Regions from separate parts of the Danio rerio genome. Here region 1 is linked to region 2. Evidence: chromatin contacts called from public HiCAR-type data. All regions are on one chromosome and are shown on one strand. The core of a region is the stretch at or near the end of the contact, and the rest is flanking DNA. Distances in the headings are between cores, read along the strand shown.

Region 1 (3,736 bases), core at 1,138-3,637, 59 kb after region 2:
AAGCTGCACAGGCTGGATCATTGGTGACCATGACAATATGGCTAACAAGATTTTTTAATGTTAAGCTGAACAACATTTTAGCGGGTGTCTGTCTTCTGCATGTCATAATAGTAATATTGTTTAATTTAGTTTATTTAATATTTAATTTATGGTGAAATTCTCAAAAGTCCAATACATCTATGATTTAACGGGATTACAATTTCTTTTTAATCTAACGATAAACAATTTCTTTTACTGTTAGTGAATGTTATGTTTTATTGTTCATTTTTATTGTTTTTATTATTATTATGTCGTATTGTTATATTTTATTTATTCATGTGCTACTATGATGATGTGTTTGACCCTGTTCACCATCTATATACTGTAACCCCTGGTATAGTGTCAGTACAATTTGGTACTTCAAGCAGCTTGATATAATGACATTTAACTTTTATATCACAGCAGGGATACAGAGACATCTCTTTTAACATGCAATCAAACACATCTCTTGTGACTTATACATCCAATTTAAACTTTTTGTGTTTTATTTAGTGTCACCATTATATCAGGGGTCTGTTCCTCATACATGGATTACTCAACTAGCTGGATTTGGTTATTGATGATTTGACACAATCCAGGATCGTTTCGTTCTTCAAAACTCATCTGAGACTTGTTGTCACAGCAACAGTATTGTTAGCTCAAACCTGCTAGGGAGCAGGATCATTTCATATAAACAGGATTAAATTGGGTCAGTTTAAGCAAAAATGATAATGAAAGTGTGTACCAAATGCTGATATTTTCTTACAGTAGTTATATACACTTGGGAAAATAGTAAATTTATATTTTTAACTATATATAAAGTTTATATATATATATATTAATAAAACTTACGCAATCTGCACTCTGAATTAAAAGTACAAAGACTGCCACCTGGTGGTTTAAAGAAAAAAAATTGATATGAACTGTTTAAATACCAACGCATACATGTACACTATTCAACTTTTTTTTAAAAGGATAATAATTTATGCAGTCATGCACGTGTTGTGACCACTAATATGCCGGTGATTTGATGCTTCGCAAAAGTTGCAGACACCTTTACCAATATCAAATAGCTTTTTTGATGCAAAAATAATTTAATCAAATTAAATCTGATTAATCTGATTAAAACTAGTCCTTATGCCAATTAAAAAACTTGAGTAGGCTACTACTATGATAAAGAAACTCTTCTCTAAATGTAGAACTAAATACATTGCATTGAAATACATGATGAATACTCGACACATGAAAGTGTAAAGCCTGCAGCTCACAACAAATGTGGAAAGTTATTGCGTGTCATATTTCATAATTGAAGAAACAAATTATCCAGAGATCAGTTATCAGGATTAAAAGATCCAGGATCTGTCAAATCATCTTAAATTTTTCAAGTGAGATACAAAGAACAGACGCCAGATGTACACTGGGCCATATATTTATTTGTTTTTTTAAAGACACATGCACTAATATGCCATCTCATAATAATGTATGAGAATGTAAATATTTTCACAGTAAAATAATTAGTAGGAATAATCTAAAATAGCAAAAAACAAAGCTGAAATATCCCATTTTGGTGTTTGCATTTTAAGTTAAAGTATGTGCGAAAACATATGAAGCATATTGTATATTACAATTGTTTCAAATCACTTTTGTGAAAACAAAACATCAATATATGGATACAATTATGTTGGCTTATTCGGCGCAATGGACTTATTTGTATAAATTAAAGCGAAACAATGTACTTTACTTTTATTACACTGTAAAAAAAAACAATTGATTTGTTTTGGGACAATATGAAGGAATTAAGTTAACTTATTAGTTTTTACAAATTCAAGTCAAGTGAACATAAAATAATTAAGTTGTCTCAAAAAACTTGTGTTGTTTCAGCCCATTTTAAATAAGTAGCTTGAACAAACAACAAACTAAATTCTTTGAGAGCAGACTTACTCAAATAAAACTCAAGTGAATAAATGAATAAATAATGCGCTCATCAATCTCAAGAGCTGCTAGTATGGGTGGACAGGGTCACTGGGTCACTGTCATGGTTATTCCTATCAAACACAGTTCACTGGAGTGACTGCAGGCGACCGAGACAGTCAAATGGCTAACATGAGCTCGACTAATGGTTCGTCAGGTTCACTTTAGGTTATACAGACCGACACAGAGGGAGAAGGAAAGAGAGAGAGAAATCAATAAGCAGCCATTATGGGAGTGCTGTGGTCCTCTGAGAGCAGCGGCGCAGGCCAACGCCCATCTGAAAATCAGCATTCAACATCCAAAGCCTACAGCCGTCATTCTTCAAATACAGTCCCAACAATACTATAGTGAATAGCCGCATACTGTGCTCACACATGTCTCGCACTGCGCCTCTGCATTTCAATCCCATGAGTCAGCAATATCTGAAGGGTGGAGCGGAGTTATTGAAGCAGAAGTGTATTTCAGAGCTGTATTTGTCACAGGAAGCCACATTTGTGCTTCTGATGAGTAAAAATGCTTGATTATATTTCATCATTGCTCTTATTCTCCCTCTTCTGTTACTGTAAATTGCTACCAGAGGGCGTGTGTATATGTGTGTGTGTGTCATCTCGTCCCGCCCTGACTATTGAGCTTCTCAGAAAGGAAGCTTTTCTAAATTTGAAGCGTCATGGATCATGATTCGTCAATTCCTGATTCACCGCATAATTTCCTGGACTCAGAAGCATTAAACTGGCATGAGATGAGGGAGGATGTAAAACGCTCCCTGCTGTATCAGTCTGGCCAATCGAAATGCTGCATCGCTCTTAATGAACATACCTCATCTCCGTCGTCTAAAAGGAGATCTATTAGGCTACCTTTCCATCCATGCATACAATCCTTCCTCTTTCCGTGTCTCTTTGTATCCATCCATAATGAGGTCAGTAAAAAGAAAAACATCTGACTGTCTGTACAAAAGGTCACATGATTGTTGTAATTTACTTATAAGATTAGCGATAAATTCACTTGCAGAATGTGAATTATTTCTTATTTAAACTTCGTTAGTAACTCCTAATTCTTTTGCCTAATTTCGAAGTGCAACCGTTTATTTGTAAATTTAAAGAAGGGACAAATTTACATATGTTGATACACACACACCCATATGAAGAGTTCAGGTGTAAAGCCTCTAAGAGACCTTTGAAATTTTCTTCTAAAATGAGAATTCTCTGCAGGCTCGTGTGTGTGAGCTCAGTAATTTAACTTCTATGGCAAAGAATAAGTTATTTTCACTCCCTTTAAAGCAGAGATGCCCAAAGTAGGGCCTGCAGGCCAAAGATAGCTCATGGTAACCTTTGATTTGTCCCACCATCCCATCTGAAAAGAGAGGGACAATGATGGAGATGTGGTTGTGGTGAAAGACAGAGATCCTTATTTTGATTTTAACGTAACTCTTGCTTTCTTTGTTTTATTGCTGAGCTACAAAAGTCAACTGAAATCAGACTTTTAAAAAGTAAACAATGTCACATGGCAAAAAGCAATGAACAAGACATCGGTGAACAAATCGAGGCAAAGGCAGGCGCAGGTCAACTAGAGTTTTCAGCAATAAACTCCATTGGGGTATAAATGAGATTGTTTATGTTTTTACTGTAATAATCAGTTCATTATAAAAGTTCAATATAAGTTTTATAAATTATAAACAACACTGCATTAGCTAATATAAATTAAAGCAACATTTTCAAGTTATTTTTAAATATTAGTGTATAAATAAAGA
Region 2 (4,080 bases), core at 393-2,892:
TGTATTGAGCTTTTCGCTTGTACGGTGACTCTGAACTGTCAAAACACCTCTAAAAAGGCTTTTTCAGACATGACATATTTGTTCATATGTACTTAACTGTAACAGGTTTTATTCAAGAACATTTGAGCTGGATTTAGTCCTTATTTAAAATATATTTAATTTGCTTGTTGATTAAATCCCATTTTGTTAATTAACCTATTATTTTTATGCAACAGTCAAGTTGCATGAAAATTTGCAATGAAGAAAAGGAAATGATTTATTTTTTGCATGCTGATTTATGTGTAATTGTGAATATAGGGCTATATAATCACCTTGCTATGTTTAAATTTTTTTTGCTTTTTTGCTTAGAGTATAGATTATTCCATTCATAAGAGCAGTTCAATCTTTTTAAGTTTGCTGTATAAAAATATAACATTTTGAAATATTTATAATTATCGGCAATTTATAATTATTGGCCCTTAAGTCTGAAGCGTTATCCGTTATCGGCCAAAAAATCTATAACGGTGCATCCCTATCTGCTTTCGCTGGACTCGAACCCCACCGCCACGGTCAACCCCTAACTGTGTCTCAAGTCATATGTTGGGGGTGTCATACCGCACCGCAGCATTCATTTTAAAAAACCAAATGCAGCCATACGTACTTCTGGCTACATAATTACAACATGGGCTCATTCTAAAAACGTAGCTCTATATACGTTTCTGGAGATTGAGAATTATGTAGCCAGAGCTACATATGGCTGCATTTAATTTTTTTAAATGAAGGCTACGGGGCAGTATGACCCCGTTCCTTTTTGCCCTTACCAGCTGACTGCTTATCTCCACACTATAGAGGGCTTTCCCGTTGTTACCAGTTTGTCTCATTAGCTTGCCATTTTCATCTGCAGACTTGAGACGCAGTGGAGTTGACCACGACGACGGGGTTCGAGTCTGGTGAGGAATGGTTTCAGAAAGCAGGTAAGACAAAAACAGAATCCAAAAAAAAAATAACAGGGTAAGAATATGGTAATCTGAAAACGTGGTAAAACTCAGACTAGGGCTTTTCTTTTTCTGGATTGCTTTTAAAATTGTTGATTGTGTTTAGGAAAGTGGGTGGGTGGGTCAATCGATACAATTAGTTGGGTTTAGGGAAGGAGGAGGGTGGGTCAGTCGATCGGTCAGTCAGTCAAACAGTCAGTCATCAATGGCCTTTGGTGGGTTTACATGAGAACAGCAGGCGTGAATGGTATCGGATCAGGTTTCGGTACCGGTAGATACTCAAAATCAAATGACTCAGACTCAAGGGCAAAAAAAATGATCGGGACATCCCTACTTTTAAAACACCAAAACCAATATTCACACACAAGCACACATAAAATATAGTGAGCCTCGTTCTGTCATGCTGGGAGTGTTTAGTTGAAAACAAACCATATACCACAACTGAGGATTTTATACCTGTATGTAAACACATCACTCTGCATTACTTTATCTCTCTAATCAAAACTTATTCGGTTCTTGCGGTTGTCAACAGCAGAAATACTCTGGGTTTGGCTGATTTAAGTCAGCTGACATGATAAGCAAACAGGAAGCATGACCGAGTGCGTCATGCCGTATCAGCGGCATCATAGGTCGCATTCCTGTGAATCTGTGACAGCTTTGAAGAAGAACCGCTCCAGCATTGACTTTAGCAGGCAAGTCTGAACAAGAGTTCATGTATGTATGCACGAGTCCACTGTGTTGAGTGTAATCAAAGCAAAAAATCATTAAGCACGCAAAGACATGTACACACAAACAAGCACTGCAAACAAACACGTGTAAACCTAAGAATAAAAAGCATTCCAACAACAGTTACTTGGAATTTCTGTTGAACTGCAGGGTTTTGTGAGCTACGTTCCCGTGTATACCTGGTATTGATTTGTTTTTGACAATCGGATTACAAGCGAAAACACTAAATACTGTAGGTGTAAAAATGGGTCTGGAGCTTGTCCACTGAATGTATTCAAACTTAATGCTTCAACAAAATTGCCAATCAATCACAACTTTGTTAGCTTATATCTATATCTATATAGCTTATATCTATATACAGCTACACTGTAGCTTTGTATGAGTACAGCTGAACCACTGAAGTCACATGGACTGTTTTGACAATGTTTTTGGTTGCTTTTCTGGACTTTGAACATATCTTAATTTGTTTTCTGCAGATGAACAAAGCTCTCAGGGAATAAGTATGACATGAAGGTGTGAGTAACTAATTACAAAATGTTTAATTTTTTATGAACTAATCCTTTAAGTACAATATTTATTATGAAAGAGAACAAAATTAGAATCAATGACTATAAAAACTGACATTGTAAAAGTAAAAACTGTCCCTGCATGGCAATCAATTCCCAGCTGCAAATACAGATGTTTCATAGCTGTACTGTACACACACACATTCTTTTTTTTTTTACCTGTACACAGGCCAGCCAGGTGAGCGGGGCCTTTTTCCCTCACATTCTTCACAAAAATTGTGTCCATGGGCTCCAGACGACTTCGTTGAAGCCCTACAAGATACACACAAACACACAACCCTGTTGAAAACCATAGACCAACAAAACCTGTATAATGACAGAATGAAAAAATTGAGGCTATATAGAAAATATTGGAACCAAAATCAAATTTACTGATCAGATTAGGTGCCAATTAAAATGTATGACGTATAATGAGTATCTGAAATCATGCGACTCTTTGTAAAGGTAATCAGATGTTTTTCAGTTGAAGCTTAAAAGGATCTAAAATCAGGCTAAACAACATGATGATTGATATCAAATAAAAATATAATCATTTTATTTGAGCTTTCTCTAAATATAAATTAATACATTAGTTATTTGTTCAATTATATTTGTGCTTTTAAAATGTCAATGATGTGATTTTAAATCTGTCATTAGCTGTAAATTAAAGCTTGAATTACATTTAATTTTATTCTGTAATCACTACTGATGATATTTTTACAGGTTTAATAATATATATATACTGTATATCTATCCAGACAACACAAAACCAAAAGTGTTCAGAGCTAATAAATGTGTCAGATATGGGATTTTTAAAGATATCTAAAAAAAATCAAAACAGTACAGAGAATTACATAATGGAAACAATAATGTCAAATCAACAATACAATAATTCACAAAACAAATTAAATACACAAAAATGACTATGCAGCATAATTCTCAGTAGTCAGAATGCTTAACATCATTGTACAGCAGCACATTCACTGATGTTTAGACTGGCACTGAGGAATGTGTTTTGCTCATAGTGATGCCAGTATCTCATGATGGCACGATAAAGATGAGGACAGGCAGTATCAGCTTACAAACAGGTTGAGGTAGCAAAGCATGTGCTGATCTAGGAACTGTGGGGCTTATTGTAGCATCAATGTTGGTCTTATTTCATCAGATGATCTGTCATAAGCAGATTTCATTCTCAGCCCTTATAAATCTCTATGATCTGGAGCTCCTGTGTGTGTGCGTTGGATTTTAGATGCTGGATCTAGTAATATAACATTATTCCATTATGGAAAGTGCAAAGAACAATTATTCTCCATTAAATCTGGACATTTATATTCATCTAAGAGTACTTTAAAGTGATAGTCCAACCAAAATAATGAAAATGTACTCAACCTCAAGTGGTTCCAAAGGCTTTCTTTTTCTTCTGTTGAACACAAAAGAATATATTCTAAAAAATCATGGAAACTGGTAGCCATTGATATCCATTCCATAGAAGGAATAAAATGTCCAGGAATTCAGTGACTACCTGATTCCAACATTCTTATAAATATCTTCTTTTGTGTTCAACAGAAGAAACTAACTAAAAATTTGGAACTAATCAAAAGAGAGTAGATGATAATAAATCTAAATTGAATCTCTTTAACGTGAAGTAAATTTACTAGTACTCCAAAATGATAAAGTGTTTGTTAGATATTGAAATAGGGAAACATTTTCATATGAAAAAAAATTTGATGGCATGCGGTTTGTCTCCTATCAATCACACTCTTTTCAGTAGCCCTCTTTAAAGCAGACTGATCTGAATGCAGATGGAGAGCTGTGCATGAATGCAACATTTCTCT

Evidence for each region. HiCAR-type assays count read pairs that join an accessible place to other places.
Region 1: a contact with region 2 is called in a HiCAR-type map of caudal fin, with 2.6 times the contacts expected there. The contact joins two enhancer-like sites. A contact is called at or near these places in 1 of 18 Hi-C or Micro-C datasets (caudal fin) and 1 of 4 datasets of contacts at active chromatin or transcription factors (caudal fin).

What each region holds. Positions count from the first base shown.
Region 1 is chr3:38,363,489-38,367,224 of GRCz12tu, forward strand. All of the region lies in intron 1 of arhgap23a (Rho GTPase activating protein 23a), which reads right to left. Among named protein-coding and RNA genes, the nearest start is that of arhgap23a, 35 kb to the right of the region's middle. Within about 2 kb of position 2,388, at least 18 of the 62 cell types and tissues checked have an H3K27ac peak or open chromatin away from gene starts, as enhancers often do. A contact at or near this core is called in caudal fin, where this site is marked.
Region 2 is chr3:38,305,654-38,309,733 of GRCz12tu, forward strand. It overlaps arhgap23a (Rho GTPase activating protein 23a), which reads right to left. Exons shown (of 23, transcript XM_073944906.1): 4 at 2,426-2,518. Among named protein-coding and RNA genes, the nearest start is that of plcd3a, 57 kb to the left of the region's middle. Within about 2 kb of position 1,643, at least 6 of the 62 cell types and tissues checked have an H3K27ac peak or open chromatin away from gene starts, as enhancers often do. A contact at or near this core is called in caudal fin, where this site is marked.